Linked DNA regions of Gossypium hirsutum: region 2 is linked to region 1. The links are chromatin contacts, called in public Hi-C maps. All regions are on one chromosome and are shown on one strand. The core of a region is the stretch at or near the end of the contact, and the rest is flanking DNA. Distances in the headings are between cores, read along the strand shown. Region 1 holds the start of LOC107923038 (actin-depolymerizing factor). Region 2 holds the start of LOC107922790 (probable arabinose 5-phosphate isomerase).

Evidence for each region. Hi-C and Micro-C count contacts between places; a contact is called where the count stands out from the background.
Region 2: a Hi-C map of leaf shows a contact between it and region 1, with 1.9 times the contacts expected there. The contact joins the promoter of LOC107922790 here to the promoter of LOC107923038 in region 1. A contact is called at or near these places in 2 of 34 Hi-C or Micro-C datasets (callus and leaf).

What each region holds. Positions count from the first base shown.
Region 1 is chrA11:15,447,451-15,450,605 of Gossypium_hirsutum_v2.1, reverse strand. LOC107923038 (actin-depolymerizing factor) reads left to right here and starts at 1,643. Exons shown (of 3, transcript XM_016853248.2): 1 at 1,643-1,875; 2 at 2,389-2,654. The coding sequence starts at 1,852.
Region 2 is chrA11:15,636,843-15,639,997 of Gossypium_hirsutum_v2.1, reverse strand. It overlaps LOC107922790 (probable arabinose 5-phosphate isomerase), which reads right to left and starts at 1,512. Exons shown (of 3, transcript XM_016852960.2): 1 at 732-1,512; 2 at 1-176. The coding sequence starts at 1,439.

The DNA.
Region 1 (3,155 bases), core at 394-2,893:
CCACTTGAGAACTAAGTAAACAAAGCCAAACCCGCGTTCTAGCACCTTAAAGTCCCCAACTAAGGTTACAAGCTCGTGTTACCAAGCTCGACTTCTAAATTGCTTGTAGGAGCCTTCATTGGTTTTAGTAGCGAGAAACGAAAATAATTCTCATGTTTAAACAATTGCAAAGAAATTGCTTCTAAATTGTTGGAAATATACTATTGCAAACAAAAACATTAGTAATGACAAGAAACCAAACTAAATGTAGATAAATAAAGCAATCACGGTACCGTGGAAGAACCACTGCCTTAGAAGTGATTTCACCCTAATCTGTGTAATCAAAAATGGGCATCGCCCTTCAAGATTAACACAATACTTCCAAATTTGTGCATTCGAATGAGGAAGATAGAACTCAAAAGGTTTACTCTTCTCGTAAATTTTGGGAAATAAACTAGAAGAAACTCAAGTAAACTACACTAGATTCAATTCACAGGAAAGATTGGAGGGTTCACAGATGACCCCCTTAAAATCCAATCTCTTAGACAGAATATCGCACTAATGTAATTTAGTAAAACACTAAAATTTTCTAGAGAGTAAGAATGAGAGAGAAAATAGATAACTGGGTTTTCTTGTTTTTCTATGTTGTGAAAAATAAGTAGAATTTTGTTTTCAGAAGATGCAAAATGGTAAAATAACAATGTCAGTTTCAAAAAATAGTAAATGATTTTCCTCAATAAAAAATATTCTACAATAATCAAAAGATTTTTCTCAACCCAAAAATATTTTACAATAAAAAATATTTTGAAAAAATATTTTTGATTTTACATTAACAACAGAAATTACTTGCGTTTGGATGTTTTGAAGCTGTTGGTGAAGCTTGGTGTCATGGTGGTAGAAGTGAGAGGAGAACAAAAAGGGAAATAGAGCAGTGAAATCCTTGTAGACGAAGTCAAGGAAGGCCAGCAAAAGAATGGGTCAAAAATTGGGCTGCAAGGTAGGCCAGCAATTCAAATGGGACCAGTTAAGAGCACCACAACATAAACAGAAGAATCTAAGGAATGGGGTAGTTAATGGAAACAGGCCCAACGATCATTCAAAAGGGTTTTAGCACCAACGATTTAGGAATTAAATAAAAGATCAGAGTTTGTTATCATTCATCGTAGATAAATATCCTTGTCAACTTTCTATATAACCTTAATCTGCACAATCTCATCCTTCAGACCCGGGCCATAACACTTGTTCTTTAAAATTTTAAAAAGTTACTTTCAAAATTATAAGGGTTATAATTTTTTTTTTTTTTTAGGTTCAAAGATCACTACTTCAATTAAATTCATCAACAATTATAAAGTTGTCATTGGGATAATCCATTTCGAACGACAGATTACAACGATTATATAAAGAACATTTACAAGGGTTATAACTTGTTTATGTTAGTAAGTAGACGTATCTACAATTTATCTATATATTTTTAATTTTTTGGTTTTTCTATACGTTATATCCAAATTAATATTTAACGTTAAAAGATGTTATTGATACAATTAGAAACTAAATAATAAAGAAACCGGATACGCAGCGATTGGATGATGCAAAGGGAGCCCCACGGACGGCTGAGATTTGTATATTTTGTGTGAAGGTCAAAGTGAAAATTTTATCATGAGAGACAGAAATACAAGCGTTTATCCGACGCACCGCCCATCTTTTTTATTTTCCTATTCTTCTCGTCCTGTTCTATTTATTTTTGGGAAGATACATGTGTCATTTTCATTTTGTCAAATATTTTACAATTTCCAACTCGTTACCCTGCCTCGCTCTTCATTTCTCTCATTCCTCGGTTTCTTTTTTCTTTAATCTGAACTTCACTAAGCTGCCATGTCGTTTACAGGACTGGGTCGGGTATTTCTTCCTCTTCCTTTCTTTTAGTTTCATGGTTCATCTTTTCATGTTAGTTTCTTTTTCCTAAAATGTTTGAGTTGCTAGTTCCTAGGCTTTTTTCTGTTCTAAACTAGGATCAATTGTATGTTTTACTAACTAACGTCTGAATGAGTTTCATTTTAACTTCTTGTTCACAAGAATCATTAGTCTTAGGTGCTATAAATGATTTGATGTGGTAGTAAACATAGCCAATCCACTTGGATTATGAGTCTCTCTTAGATATTCTGGGGGGGGGGGTAAAGTGAATATTATGCCTTTCAACTTTAATTTCTTCCATTGCATGTTCTATATATTGTTTGTTTTCCTTAAAATTTTGGATTACTTCACACATGTTTCAGCCTTGTGCTTGTGGCTAATAAGTTTGCCACATGATTGCTTGTTCAAGACTTAATCTCCTAAACTAGTAAACATTTTTCAACCCCATCATCTGAAGAAGATTATGAAAAACTTACCTATCAAATGATTGTATGACAGCCAAATGCCACATCTGGCATGTGCGCTGCCGGTCACGCCAAGGATACATTTTTGGAACAGAAAAGGAAGAAAATTTACCGCTATTTGGTATTTAGGATCGATGAGAAGAAAAGAAAAGTTGTGGTTGAGAAAACTGGTGATCCAGCTGAGACTTATGATGACTTCACTGCATCTCTTCCCGAGAATGATTGTCGATATGCTGTATATGACTTCGATTTTGTTACTTCTGACAATTGCCAAAAGAGCAAGATTTTCTTCATTGCATGGTTAGTTTTCTTTCCCTTTGATTGTCTTTATATTGTAGTGAACACATTTGGTAGTAGTCATAAAGGAAGAGAGTAGGTGTTGCATATGTTGGGATTTGGTTTTGGTTACAGTCTCTTGAATGTGCTGTTATAGTTTTATTACCTTGATGCTTCTTCAATTTTTGCACAATTGAAGTTTTATGTGAATTTGGTAGCCTAGCACCTGGAAAGGAATTAAAAGGAACGATAAGAGGGATCAAGCCGTCAGGGTTGCCTCTGAGCTTTCCATGGCAGCATTAATGAGGGAATGCAGCTGAAAGAGACCAGTATTTGGCCCATGTTTTGCTTGATTAGTGTTGGGAACAAAAATAGGTTATTATTTCTTCGAGCCTTTGGGTTAGAAATGGTTCTTTTTGGTGCCAGTTACATATATGTTGACATCAGTTTTCTTGTTCTTACTTCTCATGTAGCAATTGCACTCCCCTGGCATGCATTGAATACATTAAAGAAGTTGCCTATCAA
Region 2 (3,155 bases), core at 263-2,762, 190 kb before region 1:
TTAATAAGAGTACGCCGCAAATCACCGTCTGTAAATGTGCCAAGCAAGTGATATTCATCATCTATAACCACCAAGCATCCGCATCCTTTGCTACTCAGCTCCACCAGTTGCTCCATTATCAAATCGCCTTCCTTGCAAATTGGAAGCTCATCTTTCTTCTTCATCACGTCTTTTACCTACAAACACAAAAGCCCCAATCCATCATTCTACAAATCCAAGTTTTTTATTTTTTTATTTTTTTTAAGTGATTATTTTCTTGTCCTTCATGTTGCCTCCACATTACCTCTGAAAATTAAGCAATGAAGAAACTAAAGCACAAATTAAGCTGAAAAAAATGAAAGGAAAATGAAAAACTAAAAAAGAGGACAAATTTCAGTTTCAAATGTCCATCAATCCCAATTATCTTGACAATGACATGATCCCTAAAAATAGAAATTCAAATAAATGCATCAAAATTACTACAACGAGCAATATATCAAACATTATTCTTTTTTTTTTTTTTTGCAGTTTTCATCGTTCTGCAGCTTCTTATATGAACCAAATATTAGCAAACAAAAAGAACAGTCTTTGAAAGCCCAGATCTCGAACAATTTGAGAGCGATCAACTTTATCAAAGATCATTAAACATCCACTAACAAAAAAGACTCATCATCAGAAGCAATTAAATTTATCAAAAATCTAATCTGAAAGGCAGCATTTAAGAATAAGGGGAAAAAAGAGAAAAAGCAAACCTTGAAAATAAGGCTTTTCCCAATCCTCCCAGCGGGATGATTGGCCGCGTATTGCTCCTTAGTCAAGTTCCTAGCTCCCATAAGCGCAATAGCCACGGTGTCGCCAAATACCATCTGGATCGCATTGGAAGTGACCGGCGCCAGATCAAAGGGACACAACTCCCTCTCCAACGGCAGATGCACATTCATGTCGCAAGCGTTGGCCAGGGCATTGTTAGAAAAGGAGGTAACGGAAATGAGATAAACCCCCTTGGCTCTGGCACAGGGAAGGAGACGAAGGAGTTCTTCAGTGGAGCCGGATTTAGAAAAGAGGACGAGAACGTCGGCAGAGGAGAGTGCGCCAATGTCGCCGTGGAGAGCGTCGAGAGGGGAGAGGAAAGAGGAGCGGATGTCTAGGGAGACTAGGGTTTGGGAGATCTTGCTGGCGACGAAACCGGATTTTCCGACACCGGAGAAGAAAATGGTGCCACGAGAATTGAGGAGGGTTTGGGTGAAGGATAATGCTTGGGAAAAGTCGAGGTTTTGGAAGAAGTAATTGAGGTGGTTTTGTTGGGATTTGAAGAGGTTGAGAAGGGTAGTTTCGGAAAGGAGTTGGAGGTGAGGGGGCTTTCCCAACGGCGGTAATGGGAGGTCCAGTGACGGAGGAAGCGACCCCATTGTTGATGCTCTCAGATCTTGATATTTTTTCTCCGTTGTTTCCTTTTGCATAAAATGTTTGCGAAGGAAGAAAGAGAGCGCGTTTAGTTTTACTTTTTTTCTTTGGTTCAAATGAGCGCGTCTAGATTTGGCAGTTAATTTTTCGCGGTAAATAAAGGAAGAGTTTAGTTTTGGATACGTCTGCATGGAGTATACGTATTTATTAATTTTTTTAAATTTCAATACATTAATTATTAAATGGATTTTTTTTATTTTTTAGAGGAAATATATAATTTTAAATTTAAGTGAAGTAATAACACAATATATCCACTTGATGTCCCCTAAATCAACACAACATATATAAAATTAAGTTAATTATGTGACAATGAAATTTAATAAAAAATTCAATATCAGTTTATAAGATCAAAATCTATAAATTTTAAGCTTTATTCATAAATTTACCTGGAATTATTCCCTTTTTTTATTTAAATTTAGTCTTAATACGATTATCCTTTTGTATATTTTAGTCCAAAAACATAAAAAATAAACAGCCTATAATAAGATGCCACATGGCATTTAATATTTTTAATATTAAATTTAATTAAATTAAAATAAAAACTAATTTTACACTCTCTCTCCTGTCTCCCCACACACACACACACACACTCTCTCTCTCTCTCTCTCTCTCACACACACACACCATAGCTTAAGTTTCTGGCTACTGATATATATCAAAATATTCATGGTCATGGTTTATGGCTTCTGCCAAGGCAAGGGTCGTGAGAAGAGTGAATCTCCTGTCGTCTTGTGGGGGAGCTCATCGCAAATGGAAACTATTTACAGTAATGGAGTTTTTTACTCTCCAACTGTTTCCACTTTTCATACAAATGGGATTACTAGGGTCACACATCTCGGTGTTGTAGGACGAGGCGTGAAGTGTGTTTTAATGAGTGTAGAAGCAGTAGATTCGGGCTCAATAAAGAAACCGAAAATCAAACCATCGTCGGACAAAGGAGATAGCAACAGTTCCCCCTTGATGTTTTTTGGTCCTAGATTGTAGATTCTGACAGTACATGCTTAGTAATTGTTAGTAAAACTTAGTAATCATTGAGGGTATGCTCTTAAATCATACCATACTAATGCTTGAAGTTAATGGATTATTTTAAAACTCAGAGAAGAAATCTATGGTGCCATGAACTTATTTGCATTTACCTGTTGCTGCCATATGTGAAGATTTATTGAACAGTGCATGTATTACATTGCATACACTTTCCCATATATATATGCATATATTACATACAGGAGTGAGAGAGAGAGAAAGCACGAGGAATTAAATTAAATTTTAAAAAAAGATATTAAATACTACGTGGAATTATATTATAGGCTGTTTGTTTTTTTGTTTAATGCTGTTACGGAATGACAAGTAGCCGAACTGTGAATAAAGCCCAATGCATTGGGCCAGGAGATGAGAAAAGACATAAATTTAAGTTTCATCCAACATGCGGACAGTTGCATTTGTAGCAGTCAATAGAGTTCACCTTTAAGGAAAAGGATAAAGCAATATAGCAGTTAAAATTGAACTGTATCTGCTAATTTCCTATTCCTATGGTGAGTAAAATCTGATTTGATTTGAAAACTTTGATAAAAAATTTAAATTTTGAATTAAATAGTTCTAGTTATTTGAGTTAATCAAGTTGTTCGGATCAACTCGAATAAAAAATTAAGTTTTGGTTTAACTCGAATATGAATTACACAATTCGAGTTATCCAAAAATCTAAATAAAAAAAG